Regions from separate parts of the Sus scrofa genome. Here all the other regions are linked to region 3. The links are chromatin contacts, called in public HiChIP or PLAC-seq maps. All regions are on one chromosome and are shown on one strand. Each heading gives the region's core, a stretch centred on a gene start, on an enhancer-like site or on the middle of the called end of the contact. The rest is flanking DNA. Distances are from core to core; before and after follow the strand shown.

Evidence for each region. HiChIP or PLAC-seq counts read pairs in DNA pulled down with a chosen protein or histone mark.
Region 1: an H3K27ac HiChIP or PLAC-seq map of alveolar macrophages shows a contact between it and region 3. The contact joins two enhancer-like sites. A contact is called at or near these places in 7 of 47 Hi-C or Micro-C datasets (brain, embryonic fibroblasts, fetal heart ventricle and 4 more) and 1 of 2 datasets of contacts at active chromatin or transcription factors (alveolar macrophages).
Region 2: a contact with region 3 is called in an H3K27ac HiChIP or PLAC-seq map of alveolar macrophages. The contact joins two enhancer-like sites. A contact is called at or near these places in 3 of 47 Hi-C or Micro-C datasets (embryonic fibroblasts, fetal liver and subcutaneous adipose tissue) and 1 of 2 datasets of contacts at active chromatin or transcription factors (alveolar macrophages).

Annotation. Positions count from the first base shown.
Region 1 is chr7:112,572,507-112,576,204 of Sscrofa11.1, forward strand. All of the region lies in intron 14 of RPS6KA5 (ribosomal protein S6 kinase alpha-5), which reads right to left. Among named protein-coding and RNA genes, the nearest start is that of TTC7B, 55 kb to the left of the region's middle. Within about 2 kb of position 1,370, at least 1 of the 83 cell types and tissues checked has an H3K27ac peak or open chromatin away from gene starts, as enhancers often do. A contact at or near this core is called in alveolar macrophages, where this site is marked.
Region 2 is chr7:112,367,748-112,371,523 of Sscrofa11.1, forward strand. It overlaps TTC7B (tetratricopeptide repeat protein 7B), which reads right to left. Exons shown (of 20, transcript XM_021099609.1): 13 at 3,040-3,097. Among named protein-coding and RNA genes, the nearest start is that of TTC7B, 150 kb to the right of the region's middle. Within about 2 kb of position 1,979, at least 20 of the 83 cell types and tissues checked have an H3K27ac peak or open chromatin away from gene starts, as enhancers often do. A contact at or near this core is called in alveolar macrophages, where this site is marked.
Region 3 is chr7:112,072,310-112,075,972 of Sscrofa11.1, forward strand. NRDE2 (protein NRDE2 homolog) reads right to left here. Exons shown (of 14, transcript XM_021099603.1): 3 at 3,145-3,378. Among named protein-coding and RNA genes, the nearest start is that of NRDE2, 16 kb to the right of the region's middle. Within about 2 kb of position 1,917, at least 2 of the 83 cell types and tissues checked have an H3K27ac peak or open chromatin away from gene starts, as enhancers often do. A contact at or near this core is called in alveolar macrophages, where this site is marked.

The sequences.
Region 1 (3,698 bases), core at 120-2,619, 500 kb after region 3:
GTCCCTGGGGAGGAGGTTTGAGGAGACAGGGACCAAGGCCCCCGCTAAAATGGCCCAGCAGGGATCAGGGGACACAATGCGAATGGATTCTGAGGATGCTGAACTGGGGTGGGCGGGTGGAACATAAGGCCTGACGGAGAAGAAATTATTGCCATGGAAACATTTTCTGAGACTCAGGATTCAACATCCTGGCAGGGCCACCTGGAGCCAGTGCTGGGAGTCGGCTGCAAAGGCTCCCTTGAAGCTGGGACAAAGCAGTGCACAGGGTCAGCAGATACACAGATTCATAAAGCTGCAGCAGCAGTCAAGATGCTGTGGACATGGCACGCTCAGAATCAACCCTAGGAAGTCCAGAAGTCACAGCAAATGACATGCACAGGAGCCTGTCACCTCCCTCTATTGCACCAAGGCTTCTTCCTTAACTCACATCTCTGGCCTCATCGAGGGGGGCTCCCCATGATCAAGAGCCACTGGCCTACACCACAGCCATAGCAACTCGGGATCCGAGCCGCGTCTTCGACCTACACCACAGCTCACAGCAATACCAGATCCTTAACCCACTGAGCAAGGGCAGGGATCAAACCCGCAACCTCATGGTTCCTAGTTGGATTTGTTAACCATTGCACCACGACGGGAACTCCTCAGCCTAAGAATTTTAAAGGCACACAGACATTCAGTTCCAGTTTCGAGAGGAAACTGGGCCTACCTTCTAGATGAGCTGGCCTGCTTTCAGGTGGGTGCAGTTGGCCTGTTAGAACATGAAAAGCTCAGTGAAGTCGCCCACTCAAGACAGTAGCCGGTGGGGCTGGGGGGCTGTCCTTGAGGACTGTGCTGAACCACTGATCAATGGCTGATCCACTGGTGTTGGGTCCCCCACTCTAGAGTCTAAGGGGGAAGGACCCATTATTCTATAATTACAGAAATCACATTGCCTGCTGCTGTGGCCTCGGGGTCTGTGAGATGTCTTGTGTCCGTGAACTCAAGCGATCGGCTCCTCTGGTCACAGGAGGGGGTCACTCAGTGCGCCTTCCGCCCTCCCTCCCTCTTTCCCTGCCTCCCTCCTGCCTCCCCGGGATGCTGCTACTCAGGAACAAGACAAAACATAAGCTTTAACTCTAGGTTCTGCTTCTAGGAAACCCAGACAGAACAGCTTTCTATTGTTGATAAACGTTGGACTCGTTTCCAGTTTGGGGCATTTTGAAACCTGCTGCCATATATCTTCTTGTCCATGTCTTTCGGACATAAAACCACGCATTTTTGCTGACTACATCCCTGAGACTGGAACTGCTGGCCTTTTGCTCTGTGTCTGTTCAGTAGGCACTGCCGAGTAGTTTTCCAAAATCTGCTCCACTTCCTCATCTCACCCTACTTCCTAACAGATATTATGTGGCTACATCCAAGAAAGTACCCTTTGCCTTATAGTTTTCTTGCTTTCTGATGTGTAAGAATTCAGCAGGCTGTTGGGGTGGAATTCTCCAATTTGGAAATACTTAAAGGAGACTGGTGATAGGGACTTTGTAGACAAGTCCCTTCTCTGGAAGAGGTAGAATTAAACAAACTTTAGGCTCCTCTCAACTCTAAGATCTTACAATTTAGTTGATGATCCTGGAAGCAACTTCTGTTAAGAATAATTCTGTGTCTGCAAACTGCAAGTGGTGCGGCAAGAAAGTATCTATATACCTACAGATATACATCTCTATATATCTGGGTGTGTGTGTGTATACACACATAAGAGGGAATTAGAAAGAAAGAGGAAGCAAATGTGGCGAAATGTCAAATGGTCACAGTGTTATTCTCCCACACTTTCTCCAGGTCTGAAATTTTAAAAATACAATTTTTGAAAGAGAGTGAAAAAATAAGAAATCCTGAATAAAACACTTGGCAGAAGTATGTTTTAAATGTTATTATATTCCACCCCATGGATATGCTATCCACACCTTTGGGCGGGCATATAATCCTATCCTACATTTATTAAATACTGTGTGTTAGGAACTGAATGGCTGTGTGCCTTTAAAATTCTTAGGCTGAGGAGTTCCCGTCGTGGTGCAATGGTTAACAAATCCAACTAGGAACCATGAGGTTGCGGGTTTGATCCCTGCCCTTGCTCAGTGGGTTAAGGATCTGGCATTGCTGTGAGCTGTGGTGTAGGTCGAAGACGCGGCTCGGATCCCGAGTTGCTGTGGCTGTGGTGTGGGCCAGTGGCTCAGCTCCAATTAGACCCCTAGCCTGGGAACCTCCACATGCCGCCAGAGCAGCCCTAGAAAAGGCAAAAAGACAATTAAATAAATAAATAAATAATTAATTAATTAAATTAAATTCTTAGGCTGAAGACCTAACCGTCAATGTGACTCGCATTTGTGGACAGGACCTTTATGGAGATAAAGGTAATGAGGTCATGAGTGTGGGGTCCTCCTCCAAGAGGATTAGTGTCCTAAGAGAAAGAGACCCCAGAGAGCTGGCTCTTGCTCTCTCTCTAAGCACATGCACTGAGGTGAGGTCATGTAAGGACACAGTGAACAGATGGCTGTTTGCAACCCAAGGGAGAAGCCCTCGCCAGATACCAACGGGGCTGGCACCTTGGCCCTGGACGTCTCAGCGCCCAGAACTGTGAAATAAATTTCTGTTGTTTAAGTCACCAGCCTGCAATATTTTGTTATGGTGGCCTGAGGCAGACTAAGATACTGCGTAAGTTCTATTTTAATTCACATCCTGTTCGTTTCCAATGAACTGCACATCCATGAGGTGGGCTAAGTTGTAATCAAAGCCAAATGATAAGACATGACCCATCTTCCTGAAGGAATTGTTTTACCCAATTGGGATAACAGATTGTTTACATACGAAAGGATCCACATTCATGTTTAGATGTGACATGTAAAAACGCCAGAGATAGAAGGCCAACCAGACGAAATAAATTTTGTGCTCACTATGCGATGACTCTGCCTGTGTATCTAGGTGCTCTGGAGATGGGTCCTCGTTTATATTGAAAAGTTTGCAAAACATTCTTTTTTGACAGTTTAAGGCAGGTGCTAACTTTGCTTTTCATCTGCAAGTAGTTCATTTTTGTATCCCTAAAAGGCAGGGATTTTTAAAAACCACAACTACAACTTATTATACCCAAGAACAATTAGCAGTAATTCCTTTGTAGCACCCAGTATCCAGGCAATATTCAAATTTCGCCAGCAGTGTTTTATACGTTGTATGAATATAATTACATTTGTATGATTTAGCATTTGAATTTAACATATAGAACTGAAATTAGAATTTGTCTGAATCAGAATTTAAGTAAGATGCAAACACTGTTTAAGTGTCTTTTCATCTACAGGTTCCCAGGCTTTTTTCTTATAATTTATTTGCTACAAACTGGGTTGTTTGTCTGTAGAACTTCCCACAGTCTGGATATTGTGACTGTATTCCTGTGGCATCGTTTAATCTGTTCCTTGTCCCCTGCTTCTGTTTAAAACTTGACAGCTAGATCTAGAGAGAGGCCTGGCTTCTCTCCATGCCATTATACAAAGTTATTTCCATAGACACGGCATTTGGAGGCCCCAAAATACCTGCCTGAATGTCTAAGACTGCCTTTTAAAACCTTAAAAAGCATGATAATTATAATTGGCCTGTATATAAGTAAGGACTCCTTTACAAAGGAGTCTTTGTAATCTTATTGCTAAAAATGAAAGGCTCTTTTTTTTCTTTTGTTT
Region 2 (3,776 bases), core at 729-3,228, 300 kb after region 3:
TGCCAGGCCCTGTGCCAGCCTTTAGGGAGCCTGGAGATGAATCATACAGGTACCTTTCCTTGAGCAGCTTCCCACAATGCTATGGAGAGGGGAGACCCAAAGTGATCATTACAGCGCAGTGGGGGCAGTACCCTGAGAGAGGCATGCCAGGCTGCTGTTGGAGAGCATGGGACAGGCCTCCCAGACCACTTGGCAAAAACTTAGAATGCCTTAAGGTCCACTTCATCCTTTTCCTAGACTCCAACATCCTCTAGAGATGAAGAAAGTACGGAGAAAGCTGATCAGTTTTGAACCTGGCCCACAAGACATGAATATTGTAACACTAACAACCACAATTCATGAAGCAGCTTCTAGTAAGCATCTTGTTCGAGAACATCCAGCAAAAGAGGTGAAGCCAGAAGTGAAAATCTGAGGCCTGGTCTCTCCACCATATCCCTCTGCTGCCTTATTTAATTAATTTTCCTTGACGTCATCCTCAGTCCTGTTTACAGTGGACGTGGGATTCGAGCAAACCTGCTGAAAACTATTACTCAGGAACTTCCCATTAGTTACACATAGGATGACCCACTGTCCTGGTTTGCCCAGTGTTTTTCTGGGTTTTGCCTTGAAAGTCCCATATTCTGGGAAATTGCTCAGTTCCCAACACACTGGGATGGCCGGTCACTGCAGACCCAAAAAACGCAACCACATTCAAACTTGAACTTGAGCTGGGAGTGGGAGAGGAAAATAACTAAGAGTGTAAGATTGTGTCCCCTCTACCACACTGAGCAACAAACCCCAGTGACACTATGCCACCTCTCCTTCATGGAGCAGCCAGATTCCTGCATTTTGGGGGCAAGTCACCGAGACATGCTCGCCTGTTTCCAGCCTTGCTTTTCTCTGTAGGGTGTCAGAGACCCCAGGAGCCACCACTCAGATCAAGCCAGAATCTTAGAAAGCTTTGCACACAATACTATGTTTTTCTTCTCTATACTTCTGTACAGGACAAACCAATGGGCTCAGCCTCTTGGGCTGAGCTTATGAGTGTAGAACAGCCAAGAGTCTCATTATTAAGATGCAATCATACAACTGGAATGTCTTCAAAAATCACCTTTCTGAATCCAGGAGAGAGCAAACCTTTCCGAATTCTGACTCCAGTCATAATTAAGAGTTAAGTTTCACACGCTACATCTGCAGTTCCACCCCTATGTGAGTTACACTGTTTTCTTTTTAAACAAAAATTGCCAAACAAGAGTATTAACAGAATTGTGAGAAGATTTAAAATACGTAGGAAAAAAAAAAAGTATGTCTGGTCCAAGTGAGTTTTACATATCCATTTACATTTAAGAAGCAATAGAAATCATTCCTGTTCACTTAAAATCTTTCCCTGACAGATTTTTTTGTGAGGTCTACAGGGCACAGGGTAGTTCTAGCTAAAGTGTACTTGAAACAAATGTTTTTATTCCTTTGAAAAATATACTTCATTTTGTATAAATAATAATTTAGTGAGCCTTCCCCAATATAATCACATAGGTCAGTAGGATTTCATTACCCTTTATTCCACACGAACTAATATTTTTTAAAAATCCCTTTGAATGAAAAACAAAGCAAAAGAGAAACGAAAAGAAATTCAGGCCAATGGAACAGCTGTTATGTAAGGGGAAGTTATGCATTCTGCGGCTCAAGGCAGACCACCACTCTGGCTGTTTTTAGAGAGCCAGTAAGATGTGCTGATTTAAGAAAAGTGAAACAGATGTAATGACCACTTTCTTAGGCATCCGTGTGTGGGTTTTACAAACTAGGACTGGAAAATTTAAAACTCCAAATCATTTGAAATGGAAATGCTTTCCACACTCCGTGATGGAGAGCATCAACAAAAACTGAGCACAGAGAAAGGAGATCTGTTTGCAGATGTCAGTTGGTACTTTCTGTCACTAACCAGTCTGGGACTGGCAACGTGACGGAGCCATCGGCAAGCCTGCTGGGAAGTGAAAGAAAAAGAGACGAAAGTGGCTCAGGCTAACCGAAACCAAACGATCGTGGTTTCGTGAGAAAAGGCCCACAGACGCTGTGACAAATCTGCAGGCAGCCCTCATTCTGAGATAGAAATCTAACAGTGGCTACTAGGTCCTGAGGGGACCTCGTGACATTTTTGGATCAGTAACTAAGTTTCTAGTATGATTCCAAGAATTCAATGTAACTCAGACGTATTTAGGGTGACAGGATCAATACCAATCCGAGACTGGACATTGCAGGGCTGTGCTTTCAGGCAATGATTCGTGTTGGTGACCGCTTATGCCTGCGATGAGCATAAAGGGAGGGCAGGGTCGGGGGGGGCAGGTACCAGAAAGGCTGGGCAGAGTCAGGAGACCTTGACTCCATCCCGACCTCAATCGCCACATGACTGACTCTTCATCCCTGCGTCTCAGCCCCACACCTGCAGCGAACACACGACTCGTTCCGTCCACCTTATGGTGTGGGGTGTGGAGAGCACTGTGACACTCAGGCATCCTCTAATTATAAGGCCATTTCCTAATTTCATAAAAGGTGCAGTGACAGAGAGGAGTCTAAGGTATTAATGAGGCAGGGTGGGGACAGAGAGCAGGCTTGGACTTGCTGGCCAGACTATCTGTCTTACATACTATTTCGGAGACTGTCCTAAAATCTGGCCTTTTCATTTCTTAATATAAACATCTGCAGTTTGACATGTTAAAAAAAAAAAAAGCTAGCAAAGAATGATCCTTTTTCCAGATGATGAAAAATGTTTGTGATAAAAGGGAATCGTCTCCCTAGACATAAAAGACTATCTGTCTTCGAGCTGCGATCGCTGTATTAGGGATGAATAAAATGTGCCTGGATGAATAAACAGATTCAGAGAGCAGATTTACATGGCAACAAGTGATGCAGCAAGTTTTACATGGTATGCTCAGTGCTCAAGAGGAAAGGCTCCCAGGGGTAAAACACTGTTTACATAATCTTTATAAATATCTCTTCTTTTTATACTTCTCATACTTTGGTGTCATTATGTACAGCCGAGTGAAAAGATGAACTCCCACTCACCTCTGAAATGCAAGAAGCGCCTTTCTCTGTAGGACCTCCTGCATCCCTCGCAAAGAAGCTAAGAAAAGGGTTCAATTAGTCAGTGGCATGGGAGATCAGGGAGTTTTTGACAAATACACAACTCACCCCCAAAACTGTACATCCAACTGGATTACAAGCAACAAATTCTGGGTGCCTGTGTGCCCAGTCCTGTCCCAGGAGCTGTAAAGGATGGGAAACGAAGGCCAGGGTGGCCAGAGGCCCTTGCACCTGTTGGGCATAACTGTGGAACCAGGCCAAGGGAAGCGTGTGAGTTGGCTGGTACCCCCAGGAATAGGGGCCCATCTTCCAAAGACCAGCTGAGAACCTCAGAGGGGAAAACATTCTCAAGTGTAGGCATGTAATTCATGGGTAAAGAATGGCTCTGCCAGAATGGAATAGAACAGATTCCAGCACCAATGGTGTGGATTAGACGGCCTTCAGAGTTCCTTCTGGCACTGAGAACCAACGACACCAGCCTGATGCCATGAAAGGCCACTTTGATTGGCAGTGGAAATGGCCAAGACCTCTAAAACCTTGATGTGAACACAAGGGACAGACCAGGCAAACCCGGCACTGATACTGGAAAATCAGCTCAACACGCCCCCTGTCTGCAGCACATGAGAAATGGCAGCTGAGAGTCTTGGAGGGACTAAAAACGTCCTTTTTACTGGGACCACAGAAAACGTCCTAGAGGGACCTGTTGATGGCTGCAATGG
Region 3 (3,663 bases), core at 667-3,166:
ATGGAACCAGTTCCCTAGGAGTCAAATGAAAGGGAGGGAAAGGTTCTTCTGGCATCTAATATCTTTCTTCCTCTAAATTAGTTTGTAATGCTGCTAACACAAGAAGCTGCTCAAGAAGTCAAAACAGTCATTAACTGTTGTTCCATCTTTGTTTTTGGCTCTACTACCCAGATAGAAATAGATTCAAAAGACTTCTAAATCACTCTTGGCTGGGGACACAAGGAATGGTATTTCAGGGACGCATAGTAGCTACTCAACAAATATCTGTTGAACGAAGAAGCATCTCGGGTTAAAATACATGGTGATTTTAACATATTCCCTTCGAAACAACTGTGCAGGGTTTTCTGATGACAAAAATCAAAAAGGGCAGCAAAGGGAGAGAAAGGGATGGACACATTCCAGAAAGAAAAGGAAAGCCAGCTAGGGGAAGGGGGGAGGAAGGGCCTGCTGCAGACCACCGCTGGAGAGTAAGAGGCCCTCATCCCTCCCCTACTGGGTACTGCAGTCGGGAAGCGGGATGTGGTCCGGGCTGCACAGGGAAGGACCTGCACCTGACAGTGAAGAGCTCATCCTAGGAAATGAAGGTCGCAAGAAGCTATGGTCTCTGGGGAAGCTGTCCCCCGATGACCCTGAATAAGAGCCCCATATGGTACACAACCCCCTCCACCCTGCTGGCCACACACCCAACACCGCTTTCCTGATATCACAGAAGACACAACTCACTAATGTCTTAGTCCTTGTCTGTGCAGAAACAAACAACTCTTCCAGGTCACCTTCCCAGGAAAAGGCTACAGAAGTGAACAGTAAGAAAGTCAAAGACAAAGACAAGAACAACCCACCCTAATCTTAATGGGGATACTCTACAAAACATCAACAAACTTAAAAGTGCCTTTGGATCAGAGTTCCTGTCATGGCTCAGTGGTAAGGAAATGGACTAGTATCCATGAGGACATGGGTCTGATCTCTGGCCCCACTCAGTGGGTTAAGGATCCAGCGTTGCTGTGAGCTGTGGTGTAGGTTGAAGATGCGGCTCAGATCTGATGTTGCTGTGGCTGTGGTGTCGGCCAGCAGCTGTAGCTCCAATTTGACCCCTAGCCTGGGAACCTCCACATGCCTCAGGTGCAGCCCTTAAAAAAAAAAAAAAAAAAAAAAAAAGTGCTACCTAGATTATAAAACTATCGAGAGACTGTAAAGATCACTTCTGATGTGGTTAAGCACAGGCTGAAAATTACTCTTTCAAGTTCTTATGGTAGTTCTGGTACAGTTTCAGGAAATCCTATAAAACTCATTTTCCTCAGCAAAAAAAAAAAAAAAAAAGACAAATAGTTAAAGATGAGTCTTCACAACACACAACGATTATGCATTTGCTTTGAAGACATACTAATAAGAATCAATGATCTACTCATCCATTCATTCACAGAACAAAAATGTACTGAGAGTTTATTACACATCAGGACCTACGTTAACCTCTGGTGGGGAAGAGCATACAAAGGTAAGAAGGGAGGAGTGGCTCTGCCACAGAAATTCAGTCAAATTCAGAATCTTTCTGCTAGACTCCTTTATTTTTCCTTCTTCTAGGGTTACAGGCACAGCACCTGAGACGCAGACAGAGCTAAATAAATCTGGATCCTCTGAGCCACAGAGGCCTGTGGTTCTCCAATGCTGATCTGATAACAAAGGGATCCCAGCAGACCACGTTGTCTGCCTCTGATGGAAACTCCAACATCAGTGGGACTCATAAGCACATAACTAAAGCAAATAAGCCCTGAAGGGTCATAAAAATCTTAACAGCACTAAATTTATTAAAGTATGCCTCGAACGGGTACTTAAATTTCCTCTCTTCTAGACCACATGAACGAAGGAAAGAAAAAAGTTAATTGAGGAATGACTCAAGCAGTTTCACCACATACCGCGAGTCACACACATGGGACAGTGCCTCCTACGCAGGAGGAGGTCAGACTTAGCAGAGAGGAAAAGCTATCACTCAGCACCTGCACTGACCAGATCTACAGAACGCCGTGAACGCTATGCCCAGGGCAGACAAGCGAAACACGGGGAGAAAGAAAACCCCCAAGGAAAGGAAGTAGGTGGTCATGAGCCATTCTGTACCTCCAACCCAGTGATTCTAAACAGCTGTGAAATAAGGACAAAAGCAATGATTATTTTAAGTGCTACATCAACCTTAACCAGAGAGAGAGTGCGCAGGCAAGCACATGCAGGAGCAAACTCGGGGCGGGGGGCGGGGGTTGTCTTTTTAGGTCAGTGCCTGAGGTATACGGAAGTTGGCAGGCTAGGGGTCAAATTGGAGCTGTTGCTGCCGGCCTACACAACAGCCACATCTACTTGGGATCCGAGCCACATCTGCAACCTACACCACAGCTCACGGCAACGCCAGATCCTCAACCACTTAGCGAGACCAGGAATCGAAGCTGCGTCCCCACAGACACTAGCTGGGTTCATTACCGCTGAATCACAATAGGAACTCCCAATACAACAGGGGTTTTAATGTGGGTGACTGAAAGGAAGACATGTCAAGAAAGAGAAAGACATTTTTCTCATTCTTTATGAAGGCATGTAAGGAGCTGCCTTGTGGCACAGCGGGTTAAGGATCTAGCATTGTCTCTGCTGTTCGATACCTAGCCTGGGAACTTCCACATGCCACTGGCATGGCCAAAAGAAATAAATAAAAATTTTTTTTAATGTTTTAAAAATTTTAAAACATCGAAATAAATGTGTTAAAACCTTAAAAAATAAAATTTTAAAAATAAAAAATAAATAAATGCATGTAAAACTAAGTAGTGAACTAGCCCATATGCCCAGCAAGTGGCACATTCTCTATCTTCCAAAAATCCTATATACTTTTTGCCTGAACCAGATTTTGACACAATCGTTACTGTGCCTCAGCAATATTTCTCAAATAAAATCATGGCCTTATTCTTTTTTTAAAATGAAAGTTTTCTTTTCTTAGGTTGACCTAATGGTAGGGCTCTTTCTGCTTTTTCCCAGCTTTACTAAGGTATTTATTGACTCTATTTTGATTGAGCGGCTAAATATTCACTCAAATGTCTAACTTATCACCAACAATCAAGGGAGAAATAATTCAAGATATGAAAAATCACAGGTTTTTGAGAAGAGAAAACCTACTTTGGTTTCTCTGATTCCTTGTTTCCATCTCTGATGCTTCTGGAAGGTTTGTCCTTTTCAGAATCAGTATCTGACTCGGATCCACTGCTGCTTGACTGCCCACGTTTTCTCTTGGTTTTCTTGTGGTGCTGATGCTTCCTTTTCTTTTTTTTCTCTTTCTTCTTCTTTCTGCTTGTTTGTGTGGGCTTTCTGTTAGTGTCACTTTCATCTGAACGCTCTGATTTCAAAGGACTCCTGTTTAGGAAAATCAATGCTAGAATTATTTTCAAAAGAAAATTAGGGAAAATGTGTAAATAAGTATGCAAATAAACAAATAAGTAAAAGGAAATCCTATAAATGTCCACACAGACATACTATTTGACCATATACTATACAGCACCTTTCTGGATTAGGGCTCACCTTCAAGACTTAGGAGTTGGACCTAAAATAACATCAGGTGAAGAAATTCTAATCTTAATAGCTTCTAAACCTACACTTTCATATCTACACACTTTTAAAGAAAAATAATCTACCAATTAT